Regions from separate parts of the Mus musculus genome. Here region 2 is linked to region 1. Evidence: chromatin contacts called from public HiChIP or PLAC-seq data. All regions are on one chromosome and are shown on one strand. Each heading gives the region's core, a stretch centred on a gene start, on an enhancer-like site or on the middle of the called end of the contact. The rest is flanking DNA. Distances are from core to core; before and after follow the strand shown.

The links. HiChIP or PLAC-seq counts read pairs in DNA pulled down with a chosen protein or histone mark.
Region 2: a contact with region 1 is called in an H3K27ac HiChIP or PLAC-seq map of the HPC-7 cell line, with 6 times the contacts expected there. The contact joins two enhancer-like sites. A contact is called at or near these places in 4 of 39 promoter capture datasets (the C10 cell line, the HPC-7 cell line, hematopoietic stem and progenitor cells and 1 more), 2 of 484 Hi-C or Micro-C datasets (the N1E-115 cell line and embryonic stem cells) and 1 of 115 datasets of contacts at active chromatin or transcription factors (the HPC-7 cell line).

What each region holds. Positions count from the first base shown.
Region 1 is chr10:4,104,319-4,110,819 of GRCm38.p6, forward strand. Mthfd1l (methylenetetrahydrofolate dehydrogenase (NADP+ dependent) 1-like) reads left to right here. Exons shown (of 28, transcript NM_172308.4): 26 at 2,059-2,211. It overlaps Gm25515 (a small nuclear RNA gene), which reads left to right; the gene lies at 1-151. Among named protein-coding and RNA genes, the nearest start is that of Gm25515, 3.3 kb to the left of the region's middle. Within about 2 kb of position 3,678, at least 136 of the 459 cell types and tissues checked have an H3K27ac peak or open chromatin away from gene starts, as enhancers often do. A contact at or near this core is called in the HPC-7 cell line and hematopoietic stem and progenitor cells, where this site is marked.
Region 2 is chr10:4,176,139-4,183,421 of GRCm38.p6, forward strand. No RefSeq gene overlaps it. Among named protein-coding and RNA genes, the nearest start is that of Gm25369, 9.9 kb to the left of the region's middle. Within about 2 kb of position 5,938, at least 20 of the 459 cell types and tissues checked have an H3K27ac peak or open chromatin away from gene starts, as enhancers often do. A contact at or near this core is called in the HPC-7 cell line and hematopoietic stem and progenitor cells, where this site is marked.

The DNA of each region.
Region 1 (6,501 bases), core at 2,428-4,927:
ACCTGGCATGGGAGGCACCACAGTCATGAAGTCAGTTTTTGCAGGCGAGGCTTACCCATTGCACCCGGGATTTGCTGACCCTGCAATATCCCCAAATGTGGGAAACCTGACTGCCTAGTTTGTGGTAGTGGAGGACCCCACTCACCCTCTCCCCTGGAGAAAAGAATTTTTTTCTTGAAGTCTGAACTTGTATTCTTTTGGCATGGCTCGTTCGTTTCTATTTTCTGTTGTACTGGCCCTGGATCTAAAAGCCTCTCTCACATTCTCAGCCAGGGCTCAACCCTAGCCCCAGCTTCTCTGTTTTTTTTTGGGGGGGGGGGTGGTTTGGTTTTTTTTTTTTTTTTTTTTTTTTTTTGAGACAGGGTTTCTCTGTATAGCCCTGGCTGTCCTGGAATTCACTTTGTATACAAGGCTGGCCTCGAACTCAGAAATCTGCCTGCCTCTGCCTCCCAAGTGCTGGGACTAAAGGTGTGCCACCACCACCCGGCTCTCTCTTTCTTCTTTGTGTGTATGAGAGAGTGTGTGTTTTGCACACATGTGAGCATACGGGTGTGTGCATGTGTGCATAGACATGCAGAAAGCATCATGGTCTACCTGACTGCCTTGAAATAGGGTCTCTCACTGAACTAAAAGTTAACTGTCTTGGCTGGGTTTTTTAGTCAGCATGCTCTTGGGATCCTCCTGTCTCTACTCATCCCACTCCCATCATGCTGGAGTTACAGACATGCACAGCCACATATATATATAAAATATATTCATATATAGTATGTATAATAAGTATTTATTTTATATTTTATACATTGTATATTATATAATTATATATCTATATTATATATACTATATGAGATATAGCATATATGATTTTATATACTATATATTATATATAAATTTTACATGTTATATATCTTGTAACATATATTTATATTATAACATATATAAAATATGTTCTATATTTTAAATTATATGTAATAATTTATATTCTTTAATGTTATAATTTATTCTAATAGTCTTTTTTCATTTTGAAATATGACTTATGGTAGAATATGTTAATGGGATGATACATTTTTTAATTTATAGTAAATTTTCAAAGGCCATGCATATAATTTTATAGGAATTATTTCAATACTTATTCATTTTACAAAATCAGAAATTCTAGGTACCAGTTATGATATTTTTTCCTCGCCAAAATCCTCATTAATATGTAAAAGTAGGGATTTCAAGAATATAGTACCCACTCCCACCCCCGCCCCCACAACTGATATGGCTCTAAAATGTTCTAAATAGTTGTATGTTGAATCATAAGCAATTACATTCTGTCATCTGTCTGTCTACCACGGGAATATTCCTTAAGCATTAGTGTCAAGTATGTGGTTGCAATTAATTAGTAAGGTCTCTGAAGGAACACTATGTGCTGTGTAATTACAGCATCCTTCCCAGACACTGTTCTTTTTGTAAGTTGCTGCACGTGACTTCCTCCCCTTTCACCTTTGGAATTCTGGGTCAGGCACAGACTTTGGTCCTTAAAAATAAAAGAAGCTGAAAAAGTGACCTCATCTTAGTTCCTAGAATGTAATCGCAGATCAAATAGCCATGATTCATGAGCCAGCACAAAGGGCCCTTTGCTTCCCAGCAGACCCCAAGAAGGGCAGAACAATGGCCCTAAGAGCCTCATCAGGAGCCTTGTTCTGGTTACCTTTCTCCTTCCTGGATATCAATAGCCTTGGAAAGTGCTTTCTACAGCATGTCCAGTGCTGTGTCTAAAAATAGCCTTGCTTATACACACACACACACACACACACACACACACAATGCAAGTGCCTCCTCTCTAGGAGAACCTTCAGAGTAAACAAAAAAAACCTCACAACCGCTAAATAATGGCCTTAAGAGCAGAGGTCTTGTCCTCCCTCAGCTTCTAGCTGAACAAACAGCCACGCCCACTAGCCTCACCTGCTGGAGTCTGTGCCCAGACACAATTGCTGCAGAGCTCGTGTAAACAAAGATCCAGTGCACGAAGCCAGCACTCATGGCAAAGAAAGTAATTCCTTTTCATTCCTGCAGGGTTTTGGAAATTTGCCCATTTGCATGGCGAAGACCCACCTCTCTCTCTCTCATGAACCTGACAAAAAGGGAGTGCCGAGGGATTTCACTCTGCCCATCAGTGATGTCCGGGCCAGCATCGGGGCTGGGTTCATTTATCCTTTGGTGGGAACGGTGAGTACCAGACCTCAAAGCTATTCCTAGTTTGTGTTGCTGTCACGTCTTAATCATGCTCTGCCAACTCTACGAATCACACAGCAGGATGGAATTGACAATTTTTGCTGGTTTTCTAAGCACTCTTCCACCAATAACAGGGTGAAAATACACCTCTGCCATCTCGGGCCAGGCCCTTCTATTTTCAGATCATGTGTTCAGGAGCCACAGAGGCATAAAGTGAATTTCCTTCTGGGAGAGAGAAGAGAGTGAGTGGTCTCAAGATCTGTCTGCTGACTCAGCAGCAGTGTGGCCCAGTGACCGACTTCTGCTGCAACTCAGAGTTACGATATTGTATTTCTATGGGCAAGTTGGGGCTGGCTGCTCACAGTAGCCAGGACCCTAACAGCTACCCCAGGGGTGAGGGGGAATCAGTGGCCCACCCTCTGTTTCCTTCTTCAACACATCTTGTGTGTCCCTTTGGGATGACATTACACATACATCTTATTCCCAACATGTTATTGAAAAGTATGAAATAATATAAAATTGTCAAGTGGGGACATTTCACATTTAAACATAAAAGGAAACATTTTAGTGTAGTGGCTTTCAGGAGTCACACTATTATTAAGTAAAGTATTAGAAAAAGCCAGTGGTGTATACCTTTAATCACAGTATTGAGGAGACAGAGGCAGACAGACCCCTGTGTGTCCGAGACTAGTCAGTCTAATCTACATACTGAGTCCGTGCTCTATATAGTGAGACCTTGTCTTATGTGTGTGTGTGTGTGTGTGTGTGTGTGTGTGTGTGAGTGAGAGAGAGACAGAGAGAGACAGAGGGGGGGTGAGAGAGAGAGAGAGAGAGAGAGAGAGAGAGAGACCTTGTGACCCTGAACATAGGGAAGAAGCTGATTGGTAGACAGAATTGAGTCTAGTGTTAGCTCATTTGAAAGGTTGTCGGGACATAGGAAATAAGTCTCTTAGAAACATAGATGAAGCCAGGAAGATGGTCCTGTGGTGAATCTCCCACCCCACCCCACCCCCACCTCCATGGCCAGGCTAAGACCAAAGCTGTCCTGTAAAATCAGCGTGGACTCTTTCCCCCAGCCTGTTCCTGGGCCTGGCTCTCTGACTTATGACCTGTAATAAATGAATGCATGGAACAGTCCTGGAGCAGCAGCAGCTACTCACAGGTTTCCTGGAGTGAGCCATCAGTGACGTTATCTCAACGCAGAAGTTCCCCTGGTGGCTGCTCTCAGGGACAGAGGGAGTGTCCCTGCCTGCCCGAAATCAGGCCTGAGGAATCAGGAAGGAAGTGAGGCCTAAGTAAAGGGGGTCCAGGAAGGCAGGACACTGTCACTTGGAGGCACTCTGTGACAGTACAGGAAGCCATATGCAAGCTGGGCAAATTCCCCCAGGAGGCCAGGATCTCCTAATAAGGGTGGAATTTACTTTCTTTGTCCGCACTCTGGGCCCTCCCACAGACTTGCTGGAATGCATCAAGCATTCATCACTCCTCTGAGAGACATTGTGGTAACTTCCTGGTGGGATGACTAAGGAGAAGGAATGGGGGGTGGGGGGCGGGATGACACTCAGGGAACTGACCCCTGCAGGTGGGAAAATTCTAGCTGGATGAAGCAATGTTATGCTTAGTCATTCCACATTCAATTGCTATCAGGCATCGGAGATACTGAGATACAAGGCTAACCTCCAATCCCCACTCCCTGACGTCCACAATCAGAACTGTTCTCCATTCTTCAATAGAATTCATTCATTCATTCATTCATTCTCTTATTCAGCAAGTCATTAATGGTACCTCCAGCATGCATGGGGAAGAACGCGGTCCCTTACCTCCCGTGTGGGTTTCTGGTACAGAGACTCTGGTAAATAAATGTCCAACATGGACAGAACACTGTGAGCTTTAGAACACAGGGGCAGGTCCCCTCTTGGTGTGTCCTGAAGGCAGGCAGATAGCCCTTCTGTACCTCTGCTGCTGCTTAAGTCTTGAAAACAAAGAATTCCAGCATAAGCCAGTCCACCCGCGAGTGGTAACTGGGGTCAGCTTGACTGGTGTTGGGAAATCACATGGGGAATGCTGGAAAGGCGTCACCTCTTTGTCCTTCTGGGTATTAGCGGCTGGACACCTACCTGAACTTCCTTCCTTGCCTAGCTGTCGCCTGTGTTTTTGGGGCTGAGCTGTCACATCGCATTCTGTTTGGTAATTGCTTTAATTGGTGCTGATTAACACTTTCTAATGGCTAGTGTGGAGGCTTCTCTGGCCCATTTCACCTCCCCACGATTGATTTTTTTATAGAAACCCCTCGGCTCACCATCCCGAAGACTTTCTGGATGTGTGAGGGTAGCCAAGTATTTTTTCTACAGTCACTTTCTTTGTCCCTATGTAAAAATGCATTCCTGGGCTGGCAAGATGGCTCAGTGGATAGAGATGCTTGCTACCAAGTCTAACAACATCCCAAGTTTAATCCCAAGGACCCATATGGTAGGAAGAAAGACCCTGCTCCTAAAAATTGTCCACAGAATGCCACACATGCATGCACACACCCATACACAAAATTAATTATTGTAAAAGAATTTAAGGAACGTATTCCTGGGTGCCCCTGCTTCTTTAGGATGACATTACATATACATATTCTCCCCAACATATTATTGAAAATTACGAAATAATAAAAGATTGTCAACTGGTATAGTGCACACCTCAGTGCCTCTTTTCCTAAGAAATCATTTGCCAAATGCATTTTTTTTTTTTTGAGCAGGGGCAGAAGGAGCAAATACTTTCTTATAATTTTCCCAACCTCAAATTTTATAAACTACTCTATTCCTTGGAGCTGGTGATTTATAATAGCCAATAAACCCAAGAGCCTGTGTAACTTTTCAAAAAATAATCTCATGATGAAAGAGATTCGTGATATATATATCAGGTGTTCTCTGTCCTATCACATTGGTTCAGCCTTTAATTATTTACAAAGCCTCTTTAATCACTTGGCATGAAATATTATTTACTCTGTAAGCCATATATGTGAAGTAATGTTGGAACATAAATTCCTTAGAGAAAGGACCAGAAAGACCACACCAAACCCTTAGTGTGAAGTAGCGTATATCACTTTTATAACATAAAAAATATGATAAATGGGGAAATGATAAACCATAAGCACTTAGAACAATATTTAACTTGGGCCAAACACTTTCAGGAGAATCAGAGTTCCCCAGCGTGTGGGATCTGACCCCATGTCTCCGTCTTGCCTGTTTGGGCTGCTGGTCATGTTCTGCAAGCGGCGCGCTGCGTTCAAGCAAGGGGAAGGAGCTGAAGTGGCCCTAAGAGACATGTTCTCTGAAGGTGGTGTGTCTGAATGTGTTCCCTGTTTTTGCAAAAGGGAGAAAACCCAGAGATTTCTCCCTGTTAATTAGTCCCGTGCTCTTCTTACACTCGGTGTTGGGGTGGAGACGGGGGCAAAGGACTTCTTTCTTCTCAAAGAGCTTTCCTAAGCAGTTACACATTTCCAAAACAGCATGGAGAGGTATCCAACCAAGCTTGAATTCTTAACAGATGTCCATTTGAAGTTGGCTTTTTCTGTGACTGTTTTTCTTTGATATCACATCGAGGCTTCGAACAAAGGACTCTGAAGGAATTTACAGTGGGAGTTCTTTCTAGGTGGCTTTCTTGGTGGCTGGTTGGTGGGTCTCCCTATACATCCCAGGCTAGTCTTGAGCTCACAGTTCCTCTGCCTTCTAAATGCTGCCGTTGTATGAGTTACTATGCCTAGACTGAATTCTTTTTTTTTTTTTTTTTTTGTTAAGTCAGGTTTATGACATACAGGGCTGGGTTTTTGGTTTTTGTTTTTGTTTTTGAGACAGGGTTTGTCTGTATAGCCTTGGCTGTCCTGGAACTCACTTTGTAGGCCAGGCTGGCCTCGAACCCAGAAATCTGCCTGCCTCTACCTCCTGAGTGCTGGGTTTAAAGGCGTGCACCACCACGTCTGGCAGGGCTGGAGGATTTTATGATAATCTTGACTGGAATCTTGGACTTTAACAATCTTACAATTCATCCAGAACAAATTAAGCCATCTAGTGGTATTTATGGGGTAGTTAGCACCATATAGGGTATCTCTAAGAGTTGCTGGGAATCTGTCTCAAAGACTCATGAGGAAGGCATACACTGAGGCAGGGACATCCGTGACACGCAGTGGCTGTCCATCTGGTTCCTTCTGTCTTCTAGTCCATTCCCTCGGCGACCTGCCTAAGGAGAATCCTTAAAAGATCCTAAAAGATGATTCTGTATGCATGTGCACACTCCTTT
Region 2 (7,283 bases), core at 4,688-7,187, 74 kb after region 1:
TGCCGTGCCTCCCTTGTCACGATGAACACTCTCTCTGCAATCATAAGCCCAAATAAACTCTTCTATTAAGTCTCTGTGGGTCGTGGTGTTTTATCACAGCAACAGAAAAGTAACCAATGTTCAACCCAGCTCCACAAAAAGAAAGGGAAAGGGGCAGAAGGGTTAACTGTACTTGTGACATGTGAAGCTCTCTGTATGCTGTAAATCACCTTCATGAGCTGACACTGCTCTTCTCTGCACCAGCCATCTTCCTCCCTCTGTGTCTTGCTCATCTTGAATACTGTCTACCTTCTATTGAATACTGTATCTCACCAAGAACCTGGAAGGCAATTTGATAGGCGTATCGTGTCCACTTAACAAAACAACATCAATAGTTTGTCCACTGGGACTTGTGACCTCCCCCATTACAGACTTCTGATTACGTTTACAATATAGATGTAAACTCCTCCTAGAGTAGCAGATGTCAACTACAGTAAGAATTTGGTTGGTTAACCCAATAACAGACTTGCCTCCATTGCACATCCTGTAGTATTAATATTGTAGCACACAGAGTCCACAGCTGAGTAAGATTATTATTGACAATTCTCCCTCAGCTACCTTACACAGTACCCTCAGGCACTAGGAAGACTGGCTTGTGGGAAGGAAGCTTCCAGCTTAGTTCCAGTTTGGTCTGTGTCCTGTGATCAAGGCATGTGCCATTCTCAGCAATAGAGTCTTACTATCTTGTTCTGGTGGGCAACCAACACAGTGGCGATTGCCTGTGTTGTTTGGGAGCTTTAGGCTTCTCAACCTTACCCATGGCATTGGGATTCTCATGTAATAACCTCGAGCTAATTACCTAGAGCTTCAGTGACCAGCTTTATCTACCAATGCAGAGTACCTCTGTTCAACTCCACTTCTTTTTAAAGACTTATTTTATTTATATGAGTACACTGTCCCTCTCTTCAGACACCAGTAGAGGGCATCAGGTCCCATTACAGATGGTTGTGAGCCACCATGTGGTGGCTGTGAATTGAACTCAGGACCCCTGGAATAACAGTCAGTGCTCTTAACCACTGAGCCATCTCTTGAACCCCTTATTTTGTTTCTTAATTAGCCTATCAAGTATCAGCTGTCTTCATGGCTTTTTTCACGTGTCCTTCATGTTGGTTGGTCTTTGACACCACCTCTTCTTTTCTTAAACCTTTCCATTCCAGATAGTTTTTTCCCCTTGCCTAAGCATACCACTTGATTCTAGCTTAACAGCACTCAGCTCAACTCACCACATCGACAACTCTGCATTGACCCTAGCTCCAAATAGAGCCAAATGATGTTCCCGGGAAGATGTGAAATGAGAAGTGACACTATTCAGTGTATCTGGACAGCAGCCATCGTGTGAAGGGATGATTATAGAAACAGTGTGTGCAGAGTGGCTTCCATCATTTTTAAGTTCCCTTAATTCTATGCTTTAAATGTAAACATTTTTATAGCTCATTTTGGCAAGAGTCTTTACGGCACCTTATTTAATTTGAACTTTACCACAAGTCTATAATTAGCCTCATTTTAAACACGAAAGAAAGAGGCTGCAGAAACCATATATAAAATTGCCCCAAGTCAAACAGAAAGATCAGTGGAGAAATTGAGAGAAAAGCCAAGCTCTCCCTCCCCAATATTTGGCTGAAAGAGCTAGGCTTATATTTGAGTGATCCCGGGGTCCCAGACTTCATCTTTTCTCTCTAACCTTTGCTTCCTTCTTTCTTTCTTCCTCTCCCTGCTTCTCATTCTTTGAGATGAGAGTCCTCACTATGTGGCATATGCTATAGTCAGCATAGGCTGACCTCGGACTCACCATCATCCTGTCTCAGCCTCCCTCGTAGCTAAAGTCAAGGTATTTATCCATCCGCTATTTTTTTTTCCATGAAACTGATATACAGAATAGATTGCCATGGTCCAGGCACCATGCTAAGATAGATGTCAGGTGAACCTTTCAGACTGTCTGACCTACCTTGTGACGCTCAAGGAGCCAAAGACCAGCAGGAAGCTGGTAATTAGAGCATTGTGTGTTCAAGGAAGTGGCAGGGTGGTGAAGAGACCCAAAGGCCACCAGGCCATGTAGCCAGCTCAGACGTTGATAAGCAGGAAAGACTTCCACAAGAAGTCACAGCTGGGCTTGATTAGGAATTGTCAGCCAGAACAAGGACACTGGAAGAAGTACAAACTTCCAGACAGCCATCCCTTCTTCAGGGCCCCACTACCTTTCAGGTCAGCAGAGTCAGTCTCTGTCACCAGGGCCTTCTGCAGGCAGCCATTCTCTAGACCTGCCCTTCAAAACGATGCCTTAGGGGAGAGATCTAGTGAGAAGACAAGAGGCCCAGGTCCTCCAGACCAGAGTGGAAGGTTGTTTAATGTTCACATCCCCTGTTGACATGGTATTGACATCAGAACTTGGACCCTGTCTCTTAACAGCTGGGACCCCCCCCCCCCCAGTACTCACCCATGTACCTAGTAGAGAAAACCATGTGATTTCACAGGGAAAAGGACTTAGCTGCCGCTCCTACTTTGACACTGGCCATTTCTACTCACACCAGGAAGGATGAGGAGGAAGCCTGTGGTTGGGAAGCTACCATACCTAAAGCAGCTTTGGAAGCCATAGAGTTCCCCCAAAGATGTCCATAACTATCTCTTACCACCAGCCCCCAGAATTTACAAGATGAAAGCACTGCTGCCCAAAGCTCATTCTTCTCTCAGGGAAGACATGTCTGGCTAAACCCAAAATACAGAAAATGGGGCCAATCCAGCATCTCCAGTGCTTATCTGCTAACTGGGGTGTCTGCAGTCAAAGCCACACTTGCTCTTGTGTGGTGCACAATCACCTCCATCAATCAGTGACTGCCGATTGATAACGAGCTGTGCGAAACATCTGGGCCCCTAGGGGAGAGTTTAAGACTAAAGCCCTTCTCTCTGAAAACTCCCAAATGACAAGGGAGGTTGTTCATTCTCTGCATCTTCCTTCTCCCAGATAACTCCTCCCACCGCCCTTTGCTTCTGAGCCAAAGTTGAAAGCCAGAATTGCTGTAGTTGGGATGCCTCGTGAGAATGGCCACCGTCCAAACCTAAAGCTACCTCCAGCTGGTCTGAATGTTCCAGATGTTTCCCTGCAGCATACCAAATCCCAGAGACAGGGGATCAACCCACACATGGTACCTCAGGGACTCCTGATAAGACCGGCCAAGTGGAATCTCATCTTCATCCATATGACCCAGCCATGATGGTCTACAGGGAGAGATGTAGCTCTCAATCCAGAACATCCATTGCCAGGGAAAAACATTTTTTTGAAGATTGTTTAATAAAGACTATAACCCAAAGCAACTTGGGGAGGAAGGGTTTATTTGGCTTGCACATTCAGAGCCCAGTCCATCACTGAGGAAAGACAAGGCAGGAGCTCAAGCAGGGCAGAAATTTGGGAGTAGGAACTGAAGCAGAGACCATGGAAGAACACTGCTTCCTGGCCTGCTTGTCATGGCTTTTCTCAGTCTGCTTTCTTATACCACCCAGGACAATCTGTCCAGGCGTGGCACCGCCCACAGTGGGCTCGGCCTTCCCACATCAGTCAAGAAAATGAATGTTCCACAGATTTGCCTACTAGCCAATCTGATGGAGACAATTTCTCAGGTGAGGTTCCCACTTCCCAGATGGCCCTCACTCATGTCAGGTTGACAAAAAACTGACCATCACTAACTAAGCATCTATTATGTACCTGGCACAGCAACTCACTTAATGACAACACTTAAGAAACAGATTAGCATCATTGTCCTCTTTAAAAATATGCAAAAACTGATTGCAGGGATATTAGGTCACTTGTCTACAAGGTAGCAGAGCCAGACTTGGTGCAGGTTGCTCAGCGAGCAGAGCTAGCACACCAGTCAGTAACACTGTGCTGCTCTTGGCCTACTGTGCATCCACTTTCTGTAACTATAACAATATGCCTGAAACAATGAATTTACAGAAAGAAAGGGTTCTGTTTTTTTGCTTTGTTTCAAGCTCAGCATTTCAATGATTCCAATCCAGAAACCATTGAGCTGGTTGCTTTGGGCCAGAGAACAAAGACAAAAAGGAAGTCCAGGAACCTCAAAAACCCATCTGGGGTACACGCCACCAGTGACTCAAGGGTGTCCCACTAAGCTCTGTCTTCTCAAAATTGTACCACTTTCCATTACTAGCATCCTACAGGCCAGGGCCTTACAGACAGTCAGCATCTGAACAGCCTTGTTGTGACCATTGTTTTGCCAGCATAGGAAAAGGTCAGTCCTTAAAAGGCACTAGAGTCCTTCAATCTAGGAATGGGAACTGTCTTGGCAGCCACTGTGCATAGATGCTCATCATCTTGTTACTACATAGATGCTCATCATCTTGTTATTATAACAGATAACCTGACAAAAGCAACCCAAGGCAGAAAGGGAGGTTTATTTTGACTCTTGTTTCCATGGCACCGTCCATCATGGAGGGGAAGAAGGCAGTGAAGTATGAGACAGTTGGTGTATTAGTCAGGGTTCTCTAGAGTCACAGAACTTATGGGTCGTCTCTATATAGTAAGGGAATTTGTTATGGTGACTTAACAATCCAACTCCCCAACAATGATCAGCTGTGAATGGAAGTCCAAGGATGTAGCAGTTGCTCAGTCCCACAAGGCAAGCAGGAGGAGAAGAGAGAATCTTCCTTCTTCCAATGTCCCTATGTAGGTCTCCAGCAGAAGGTGTGGCCCAAATTAAAGCTGTGTACCTGGATCTGAGACTTGCTTTGTCCCAGATGACCTTGAACTCAGAGATCTCCTTGCCTTAGTCTCCTGGGATTCATAGCCGCTATGCCTCAAGATCTCCATGCCAAGATCCAGTTCAGACACTTGTATCTCCCAGCCTCAAGATCTGGATCACAGGTGAGCCTTCCAATTCTGGATTGTGGTAGTTCATTTAAGATATAGTCAAGTTGACAACCAGAAATAGCCATTACAATTGGGTTGCACTGGATCTGCAGGAAGTAGAAATGAGTACTAGTTAGTACTCAACTTGCTTTTTCCTTTATTGTTTAGTCTGAGACCTTCTACCCAGGGGATGGTGCCAGCCACATGTACGGTGAGTCCACCCCAATCAACCTGATCCAGGAAAGCCTGAACAGACATGCCCAAGGGTTTATTTCCTCAGACATGCTAGGTATAAAACTTCAGACAAAGGAGTCTGACTTCACCCAACCAGTCGCTCTGGAAACAAAGAGAGATTGTTGAAACTGCAGGGCCATAAGATCAAGGGGGCTTAGACTGGACCAGGGGACAGAGGTAGACATCAGGACCAGTTTGTGCCATATGCAATTGCCATATGCAATGGATGTCAACCTGTTGCCAAGGGCTCTGCCTCAGAATTGCCTAGGTTGCAAACAAAGAAACTTCTGTGCCTCAGGATAACCGATTGTTATAGAGCCAGGGAACCAGGTGGACAAGCTTGCCTGAGAGAGATGACCACACTGTGTGGGCTTTAGTGGTGGAATAGTTAGCATCCAAGAGGACTTCATCATCCCATTCTAACACATACTTTGTTCTTGCCCTTCTCTCTCCCTCCACTCCACTGCTGCCCTTCTCAAATTGCCCTTACCCTCCCCCTCCCCCCTCCCCCTCCCCTGAATGTCCTGCAGTTTAGAAAATGGAGATCATCAGAGGAGGAGCTTGAGGAAGCAAAGTGCAGAGAAGAGTGTACCCTGTTGCTCTCAGGCTACAGAGGAACTGGCCTAGCCCTGCAGGGCAGTTGGGGTCTCTGGGGCCAGATGCACAGGTGACAGCTGCTATGGAGTGAGGAGAGAGATGGAGTCAGAGCCATAGAAAAGTATCTATCTCCTTTGCAAAGGACTGTCCTCCCACCCAATGTCCCCTGCCCTGTAGAGACAGGAAGGACAACAAGGAGAGGAAGGGCCAACAGGAAGAAGGGAGGCAACAAAGGCCAGGACTCTAGCTAGGAACAGGGCTCTCGGCCATAGGACAGGAAGTAAAATACAGGAGTTTTCTATCAGGGCAGGATGTCCCCTTGCATTCCTTCAGGAAAGGGCCCCCCTGTGTCCTGTACAGGGTGAGAGATGGCATCCAGCCCCTGCCTCTGTGTGTGTGTGTGTGTGTATGTGTGTGTGTGTGTGTGTGTGTGTGTGTGTGTGTGTGTGCTTGAGCCCTAAAGGGCAAAAGAAGAGGTGTGGAGAGGGATCCAAATACATGCATTTTCAACGGTTAATTTTTCTTTTTCTCTTTCTGGAGACAGGGTTTGTGTAGCCACCACATAACTGAGGAGGCCCTGCACTCCTGATCCGCTGCCTCTACCTCAAAAGAACTAGGACTGCAGACTTGTGCCTCCATGGCCAGTTTAGGAGTTCTGTATTTAACCCTATGCTCAGTTTGAGCAAGAAAGAGGAAACTGGGTAAGTCCCCTGATAAGGAAGCAGCAGTTTGCAAAGGGTGATCTGGGAGGCCCTCCTGCGTGCTGAGGTGAACACTTGCATCATGGGAAATGGCAGTGAGCATGAGATTTATTCTCTCTCCCTCTTTCCCTCTCTCCCTCTTTTCCTTTCTCCCTCTTTTCCTCTCTTCCCTCTTTTCTTTCTCCATCTCCCTCTCCTTCTCCCTCTCCTTCTCCTTCTCCCTCTCCCTCTGTGTATGTGCATGTGCACATGTGTGAATCGAACCCAGGACCTTACACATACGAGGCAAGTGCTGTACCACTGAACTATACCCTCACACCTATCAGGCTTCTCTACTGCCCTCCAGCATTCAGACAGAAGTCTTAGTCAAACGCTAGGTGAAATCATATCCACTGGGCACTGCCTGTCCTCTTCTGCAGTCTCATGTAATGGTTGACTGCCACTTCACCCAGGAGCCCTTTAACACTGCTACAACTTCCTGAATTCAAACACCCCCTTACCCTTAACCTTACATTTATCCCTTACCTTACCCCTCCCCCTACACCTACAAATAAACCTACCCCTACTTCTACCCCAACCCTAACTCCTACCCCATCACTACCAGTACTCAAACATGGATCCCTACCAAAACAACCTGTACCCTCTGCCCCTTGTCCATACTGGCGCATACTGTCAGAGGACACCGGCAGTCTTATTTGTTCATGTTCATTTGAGTGTGTGGCTCCAATTCACTCATATCCACTTAAAGCACCTAGTCTCCTCAACAATATATAAACTGAAAACTGATGCCCTCGGGACATGTCCAGGTAGTTTTGTTCCTTCCTCGGTTGAACTGTCTTTTGTCAAATAGTATT